Linked DNA regions of Oncorhynchus mykiss: region 2 is linked to region 1. The links are chromatin contacts, called in public Hi-C maps. All regions are on one chromosome and are shown on one strand. The core of a region is the stretch at or near the end of the contact, and the rest is flanking DNA. Distances in the headings are between cores, read along the strand shown.

Evidence for each region. A called contact is a pair of places that touch in the nucleus more often than the background predicts.
Region 2: a contact with region 1 is called in a Hi-C map of liver, with 2.1 times the contacts expected there. The contact joins the promoter of adnpb here to the promoter of LOC110532253 in region 1. A contact is called at or near these places in 2 of 3 Hi-C or Micro-C datasets (blood and liver).

The regions. Positions count from the first base shown.
Region 1 is chr9:48,298,107-48,302,770 of USDA_OmykA_1.1, reverse strand. It overlaps LOC110532253 (NSFL1 cofactor p47), which reads left to right and starts at 2,448. Exons shown (of 9, transcript XM_021615982.2): 1 at 2,448-2,633; 2 at 3,356-3,462; 3 at 3,650-3,727. The coding sequence starts at 2,532.
Region 2 is chr9:48,517,150-48,521,813 of USDA_OmykA_1.1, reverse strand. adnpb (activity-dependent neuroprotector homeobox b) reads left to right here and starts at 2,664. Exons shown (of 4, transcript XM_021615997.2): 1 at 2,664-2,813.

The sequences.
Region 1 (4,664 bases), core at 1,199-3,698:
TTAAATTGTTAAAATGCTATTTGAAATCTTAACATAAACAAAAATGCCCTGGCCAAGCTGTTTTCACACCTGAGCAAAAGAAAACAGGAAAATTAGTGTTTTTTATGGCCACACACTATGGTCAATTCATGAATCTACACTGATAATACAAAACATTAAGAACACCTGCTTTCCATGACATAGCTTTCAACTGGATTCACCTGGTCAGTCTATGATCCCTTATTAATGTCACTAGTTAAATCCACTTCAATCACTGTACAGTAGCAAGAATAATAAATTCTGCACAAATTAGTCATAAAATTTTATCTGATCTTCATCTTAGTCACAACAGTAGACAAACAGTGTGCGTAAACTAATTAACACATACAGTTGAAGTCGGAAGTTTACATACACCTTAGCAAAATACATTTAAAAACTCAGTTTTTCACAATTCCTGACATTTAATCAGAGTAAAAATTCCCTGTCTTAGGTCAGTTAGGATCACCACTTTATTTTAAGAATGTGAAATGTCAGAATAATAGTAGCGAGAATGATTTATTTCAGCTTTTACTTCTTTCATCACATTCCCAGTGGGTCAGACGTTTACATACACTCAATTAGTATTTGGTAGCAATGCCTTTAAATTTAACTTGGGTTAAATGATTCAGGTAGCCTTCCACAAGTGAATGTTGGCCCATTCCTCCTGACAGAACTGGTGTAACTGAGTCAGGTTTGTAGGCCTCCTTGCTCGCACACGCTTTTTCAGTTCTGCCCACAAATTTTCTATAGGATTGAGGTCAGGGCTTTGTGATGGCCACTCCAATACCTTGACTTTGTTGTCCTTTAGCCATTTTGCCACAACTTTAGAAGTATGCTTGGGGTCATTGTCCATTTGGAAGACCTATTCGCGACCAAGCTTTAACTTCCTGACTGATGTCTTGAGATGTTGCTTCAACATATCCACATCATTTTCCTTCCTCGTGTTGCCATCTATTTCGTGAAGTGCACCAGTCCCTCCAGCAGCAAAGCACAACGACAACATGATGCTGTCACCCCCGTGCTTCATGGTTGGGATGGTGTTCTTCTTGCAAGTCTCCTAATTTTTCCTCCAAACATAACGTTGGTCATTATGGCCAAACAGTTCTATTTTTGTTTCATCAGACCAGAGGACATTTCTACAAAAAGTACGATCTTTGTCCCCATGTGCAGTTGCAAACCGTAGTCTGGCTTTTTTTATGGCTGCTTTGTAGCAGTGGCTTCATCCTTGCTGAGTGGCCTTTCAGGTTATGTTGATATAGGACTCATTGTACTGTGGATATAGATCATTTTGTACCTGTTTCCTCTAGCATCTTCACAAGGTCCTGTTGCAACTCAATATTAGGAAGACGTTCCTAATGTTTGGCATACTCAGTGCATATATTAGATGGTTAGTGTTTAAATGCCCTCTTTATAGAGAGCAATAGTGAAGGCTTATTTTTGTACGGACTAACTCTGCCATGGTTCTTTGGACAAAGCCTATGGGAAAGTAAATGGAGTTTTGTAGAGTTTTTGGATAAATGCTAAAAATAAGGTCTGTGGTAAAAACAGGCTTAGGAGATCCGATACAGTTTCATCTATGAGAATCTTCATCAGCTAACGTCACTTGTGAATTTTGATGCATTTCCGTAATAAAATGAAACACAAAGCACATAAAAGGCTTCATAATTCATAAAGGTCATGCTAACTGACTGATATTATCTTATAAAACAAAACATATAAGATCTCCTAAGCCTGTGTTAAACTCTGACCTTATTTTCGCCGTTTATCCCCATTCATTTTCCGCATAGGAATGACTAAACAAAACAAAGGTAACTAATTTCTGTTTTTTAGGACTATAAACTGGCGAGCTCTATTAGCGACGAAGAAACAATTCAAATAGAAATCTTATCAGATAGTCCAGGGGAATTCTTGAAGAATATAACTTATAAATGCCCAAAAAAGTATTTAATAGTAGAACTGATATACCCATCAGAACCCAAAATATAAGCCTGCTTTGATTGTAAACAAACACCAATATAGACTTAAAAAACGTGGTTAAAACTAAAATGTTGATCCCATTCATGGTCTGTCAATGAATTTGAGAGTAGTTAGTGCTCCAGTCCAACCCCTCAGCTGTTTAGAAAAACAAGCGGCAGTGACTGCTTTGTTGATTATTCAAATCCCAGATTGCCCCTTTGTTATGGCAGAAAATACTGCTATATTTGTTATGGTAATAGTAGCCTCTACTAGGCTTTATTCACCTCATCTTTGTGAGGCCTGGAAGCAGTAACTATGGTAATAGCCTACAGATAATACAATTTTAGATATAAATGTCAAATCTATGTGAAATATTATTCCTCCAAATAAAATGTATTAACTTTGTCAGGAAAATACAACACGTCATAAACATTGTTCACATGTAGGCCTGTTTGCCTTACCCTCCTGTAGCCTACTGCATTTAGCTGAGATAGGAACCAAGTTGGTAGGTGATTCCTCAACTGGAGTCGGAACAGTCATTGAATGGGCATATCAAAATGGCGGACCAAGAATCCTCGGTGAGGGAGTTCGTTGCTGTTACTGATGTTGATGAAGAGAGGGCCCGTTTTTTCTTGGAGTCTGCCGGTTGGGATTTGCAGGTACATGCTGGTCACATCGACCTACCAGTTGTACTACATGTGATATTTGAAGTTCACTCACAACAACATATGAATGACAGTATCTAGTTAGCTAGCTAACACTTACTAGCAGGCTAGCTACTGTACTAGTTTCTGCAAGTCACTCTTTCTCACAACAATAGATCGAGTGACCATTGCGGTCATATTCCCTGGTATCTAGTTATCTACCAATCCGTTTCACACAGATACCAATGTTTTACTACCACTGCCTAGTAGCGAGTTTAATGTTAACTTGCTAACAAATCCGTTTCATTTATGAATGGCTCACTGCGTTCTAGCTAACTAATGTTATCTGGCTAACAAGCTAGCTAGCAGATTAGCTAGGGGGGCTAATTTAGCTAACTATTGTAACTAACGCGTTAGCTAACTATCAGATTGGCATATATTATGGTCCAGCAGTAAGCCAACCTCACAACTACCTAACAACATATTCCAACTAGTCACTGAGATGATGGCTAATGTATCAGATGTTTCCCATCCTAACGTTAATTGCTAGCAAGTATAATATGTATAAGAACATCCCTCTCAGCTAACTACTAGTAGGTAGTTACTACTTAATTCGGCAAGTTCACAATTAAGCTCTAACTAGCCAACTTTAGATAGCTAGTAATCAGCTTTAGACTCTGACTAGACATTGAGATCTTGACGTTTGAATGACATGGAATCTTGGTCTCTTTCCTTAGCTTGCCCTGGCCAGTTTCTTTGAAGATGGTGCTGAGGATGACATAGTGACATTACCTCAGCCAGAGAGTGGTGGATCCTCTGTGCCTCGTTCCACAGGGCCTGGCAGGTACATAGCTAACTGACCTATGTAAATCTATTGTTACACTGTCATTCTATGTACCATTAAAACAGGATGCCCATATCCTTTCAGTGTTGCCTTTGTCATTTTTTAAATTATTATTCTATGAAACATTTCATGTTACATGATTAATGTTTCACCCTATTGTCATTCATTGTTTTTTGTGTGTGTAAAGGAGTGAAAATAGAGTGACCTCCTTCAGGGATATGATGCACGAGGAAGAAGATGACAGTGACGAGGAGGAAGGGGAAAGGTAAGTCTGTCTTTACTTCAATGACTTTAGCGTGTATGCATTTCACATTGCATGTAGGCCTAGGCTGTGTGTATTTTGGACAGTATAGGGTGCCTCCAGAATGTACCAAAACTATTTTGGTTTCTCTATTCAGTTCTCTCTAGGCTGGTATTGCTTTCTGCCACAACAGATTCTGCTGGGTGTCAACAGTAGCTGTATATTTACCATCACAAACCGATGCTGGCACTAAGACCGCACTCAATGAGCTGTATAGGGCCATAAGCAAACGAGAGAGTGCACATCCAGAGGCGCCGCTTCTAGTGGCTAGTGAATTTAATGCAGGGAAACTGAAATTCATCTTACCTCATTTTTACCAGCATGTCACTGTGCAGCTAGAGGTGAAACACTCTAGATCATCTTTACTCCACACACAAACGCATACAAAGGTCTCCCCACCCTCCCGTTGCCAAATCTGACCATAACTCTATCATCCTGATCTCGGCTTACAAGCCAAAACTCAAACAGGAAGTACCAGTGACGTGCTCAATATGGAGGTGATCCGATGAAGTGGATGCTAAGTCAAGGACTGTTTCAGGACACATCAGTCACCGCCTTCATTAACCTGTTTGGCGCAGGTGTGCCGCTAGCGACCCACCGCGACAACATCCGGTGAAATTGCAGAGCGCCAATTTCAAATGACAGAAATAGTAATAATAAACAAATGAAAATACAAGTGTTATACATCGGTTGAAAGATTAACTTCTTGTTAATCCAGCCGCTTTGTCAGATTTCAAAAGGCTTTACGGTGAAAGCAAACATGCAATTATCTGACAGTGCCCCACACACAAGCATACAAACATTTTCCAACCAAGCAGAGGAGTCACGCAAGTCAGAAATAGCAATAAAATAAATCACTTACCTTTGAAGAGCTTCATCTGGTTGCAATCACATTTATTGT
Region 2 (4,664 bases), core at 1,415-3,914, 220 kb before region 1:
CTCCTTGGTCAAATAGTCCTTACACAGTCTGGAAGTGTGTTGGGTCATTGTCCTGTTGAAAAACAAATGATAGTCCCATTAAGCGCAAGATTGGATGGCATATCGCTGCAGAATGCTGTGGTAGCCATTCTGGTTAAGTGTGCCTTGAATTCTAAATTAATCACTGACAGTGACACCTACAAAGCACCCCCACACCATCCCACCTCCTCCATGCTTCACGGTGGGAACCACACATGCGGAGGTCATCCATTCACACACTCTGCGTATCACAAAGACAAGGCGGTTGGAACCAAAAATCTCTGGTGGACTTGGTCTTTTACCAAATAGGGCTTTCTTCTGTATAACAACCCTACCTTGTCACAACACAACTGATTGTCTCAAAAAGAAAGAAATTCCACAAATTAACGTTTAACAAGGCACACCTGTTAATTTAAATTTATTCCAGGTGACTACCTCATGAAGCTGGTTGAGAGAATGCCAAGCCTGTACAAAGCTGTCATCAAGGCAAGTGGTGGCTACTTTGAAGAATCTCAAATATAAAATATATTTTGATTTGTTTTACACTTCTTTGGTTACTACATGATTCCATATGTTATTTCATACTTTTGATGTCTTCGCTATTATTCTACAATGTAAATGAAATGAAAATAGTAAAAATAAAGAATAACCCTTGAATGAGTAGGTGTGTCCAAACTTTTGACTGGTACTGTATATATTTAAGCATAAAATAATAATCACCAAAGTAGTGCACTGACCCTTTACTAGTCCTTTATTAGCAGACCGAGATAGCCATCTGTGGCGCAGTTGACAAATAAATCTTAGCACCCCCCCGGAAAAATATAACAGCACCCCCACCCTCAAACTACTTCCTATGGTCAAAGGGTATGAATACTTTCTGAAGTCAATGTAATTCCACTTTGATATTATGGGGTATTGTGTGTAGGCCAGTGACACAAAATCTGAATTGAATACATTTTAAATTCAGGTTGTAACACAACAAAGTGTGGGGGAAAGTAAAGGGGTGTGAACTTTCTGAAGGTAATATATGTTATTACAGCTGATAGACCCGACTACGGCTAGAGTGGTGATCACCAACCGATCTCCATGGAATTCCTAGTCAATCACAAAACATTTCTTTAAAAACCCCAACGGTAAAGCCTTGGTTCCTACTTGTTATTGTTTTTTTTTTGTTGCACTGTTGGCAGTTGGTAGTCTTGATTCAGCAGCCCAAGTGCCAGGAAGGCAAAGTGTTCCCATTTTGAACCATTTCATGTGTCTGAAGGTAGAACTTCGCCTACCCAGCAAAGAGCAAATCAAGTGCAGTAATAGGCCTACCACTGGCCAATAACATAGCTCAGATCACTGTATCTACACAGTTTGCTCCAAAGACTGTAAAATGAAGCCTCGAATGCACAGCAAAGTTGATGTGAGATTTCAAAGCTTTTAAAACAATGACTAGAGAGAGAGACTCGACAAATACAGCGAAGGGACAGTGTCGGTGATTCGGGTGAGAGGCAGCCTCACCGCTGTTCCCTCCCTTCCCTCAGACTGACCATCAGATGCAGGCAATCAGTCCAGAAATATAATTGCAAAATGGTCTGAAAAGGAAGGGCAATTTAAGCTTAGCCAATATTCATTGATTATGTATTGGGCCTATAGCCTACTGCACAAACCTCATTGCTACGTGACTGTTTTTAATTGGTTAATATTGCATAGGCTTACGTTTGTACGTTTGTAAAACAAATCTGAGCGGTAGGTCTCGACTTGCATTTTGACTCAAGGTGGTCTAGCTTTGGATAAAAGCTTGATTTAGAAAAGGTTGGTGACTACTGGCTTGTAGCATATTTATTTTACGCTAATCAGGTGAATTTATTGACATATTGAAGGCCTAGCCAGCATATAAAGACCTATTCATTAACCAGAAGAGCAACTTGGCTGATAATTATTATTTTTTTTGTCACTCAGGTCCAATTTGTATTTATTTTACCTTTATTTAACTAGACAAGTCAGTTAAGAACAAATTCTTATTTTCAATGTCCCAGTGGGTTAACTGCCTTGTTCAGGGACAGAACAACAGATTTGGACCTTGTCAGCTTGGGGATTCAATCTTGCAACCTTTTGGTTACTAGTCCAATGCTCTAACCACTGGGCTACGTGCTGCCCCAATGGGTCTGATCTAGACCCAGACCCGTTTGGGTACGGATCTAGGTCCCCCTTTTAAATAATGATCGGGTCCGTCCGGGTCTGATTGTCCTCAGGTCTGTTCGGGTCCGGATCCGAGAATACCTCTACTTGGAAGACAAGCCATGCACAGCAAAAAGCTGAGAGACCTCCAAGGAGGCCATGTTATACTATCCATGTCATGCTATCACCCATCAATTGAAATCCAGTATTGACATGATGAGGTCTCCATCCACCCCCACCCCAATCTCTCCAAGGGGCCCATGCTAAAATGGACAGAGAATAATATGCTCTCAGGCTTGGTAGCTGCCCAATCTCTGAGGAAAGTAGTCCCGGTGAGTTAAGTGCCAGCATAGAACAGCGCCACCTACTGTTCTCATAGCACTCTGACATTGGGCAAGTGCAAAGGCACTGTGTTGGTACTGAGGCACTGTATACATCCGACCCTCTGCAGGGGAGGGCGCTCGTTGTAGCTAGTCCTAACGCATGCGTTCACGCTCAACTAGAGGGTGCCTCCTGTTGGTTCAATCTGGTAATTGCAGATCGAGCTTGTTTACCCCAATCCCCCAGGCATAGAATTTGACAGACGTTGAAGAACGACCGAGGCCAAAATCTGAGGCCTGTCTTGCACGGTAAGAGGTTAGACTTGTTTACCACACAGTAATTTAGTTTTATAAATCTCGACTCATTTTGATATCACAATTAGCTTTTTATGCTAATCAAACATATGTCACTTCCGCCCTTTCAATTGCGCCATTTTGGATAGGGCAGTTTATAGTCTAGGATGGGTGTATTGTCTTTATAGGGAAGAGATGGGTATGCATTATTATCAGTAAACAGTCACAGAGTTTACACAGTTTTGGATTAGGTGTAACTACGTCGTAATATTTAAAACAGCGCTACTTTATATTTTCCTGCAATGGGCATTTTCGATGTTTATCTAGCTAAATGAGTTCCAGCGGCACTTCATCCCCGGCATCCGAGAAGGATACTCTGTGTCGGATAGTGAGAGGAGTCGAGCTCCCTCGCGGTGTGGTGTGACCGCTTGGAGAGTAGACGGCAAGGCGGTTATTCCCGGCTGCTTATTTGGAGGCATAGGAGGGAACGTGAGAGTGCCCAACGATTTGTCTCACCGTTTCTCGTAATTGAAATCATTTACGCCAACGGGACCACCGTATTTCAAACCAGGTAAACTCGTCACTCCGCTTTTCATACAACCTCGCTAGCTAGGAGGGTTAACTACGATGATGCGTTGCCGCTATTCGTTCCTAGCTAAGGTCGGCGAACAATGTAGACTTAAGCTTTATGTATTGATGATAACAAATTAAACAATATTACGTGGAGTGTTATGTTACCGTATATCTTAAGTTGTCGTTTACATTGTACCACTTTTGGCCAGCTAAACTTGGGCACTGAGTAGCGCTCAAAATCAGCACCTACTGAAGAGGTGCGGGGCTCCTTTCTAGTACTCTTGTAGCAGCTGCTAGCTCGCTGTGTTTTACTTGCGCTTCCCTTTGTGGTGGGTGACTCGCGACTGCGAGGAAGCAATCGGCTATCGTTCTGGTAACAGTATTACCAAGTCAGACGTTATTAAGGTGTAGAAAGAACCATGAGGTATAATTCACGTAGTAGCTAATCGTGTAAGAAATATTTCTATCCTCTTTCATTGGTCGACCAGAAAGCCATATACGATATTCATCATTGACTTCAATCAAAGCATCATTTTGGCCAAATTGAAGAAGAGAGACGATAGCTCGTACCCTCCTCTAACGTCACTCTCCTAGTTAATAGACACATTTGACCTTTATCAAATGTAATGGTATTTTTCCCCCATTATTTAAAATATAACTGAACCGGGGTGTTATGATCTAGCTGGCAGCTAACTGGTACGTTAGTCAGACTCATTCAGCAACTTGCCTACAGCGTGTGTATAGGTGACAAGGAGTTGTGATCTGCAGGTCGCACATTTGATTTTGAATGTTGTAACACAAGTGACGTCAGATGGCTAAGTAAACTCACCTCACGTTATTCACCTCACAATTATAATGGCTATCTGATATAATGTTGCTAGCAACTTATATAAGGTGTCAACATAGTCTTCGAGGTTGGTTGTATACTGGTACTCTATTGATTTAACCATATGTTCCCATGGTCCCTGTGTGGGGGCCATCAGGAGAAACAATGTGGTGATCCTGATTTAACCTTTTGGTAATTTAGATAAGTGTTCCACTTAAATGCCAAGTCTCTTCCTTTTGGTGTGTGTATGGTCATCGGTGGCAATTTGCTAAAAGAGGGTATGACTGATACAATCAACTTTTATTTTTGTAAACAATGTGAGTTTGGAGGATCTTATGGTGACCAGAGGGAATGTCGTCATTGTTGCTTTGAGGACAGAACACACTTATAGATTTTTTTACATGAGTCTATATTTTACCCATTAGGCCATCTCCTTTTGTCCTCTTCCTCTCCTCCTCTTCCTCTTG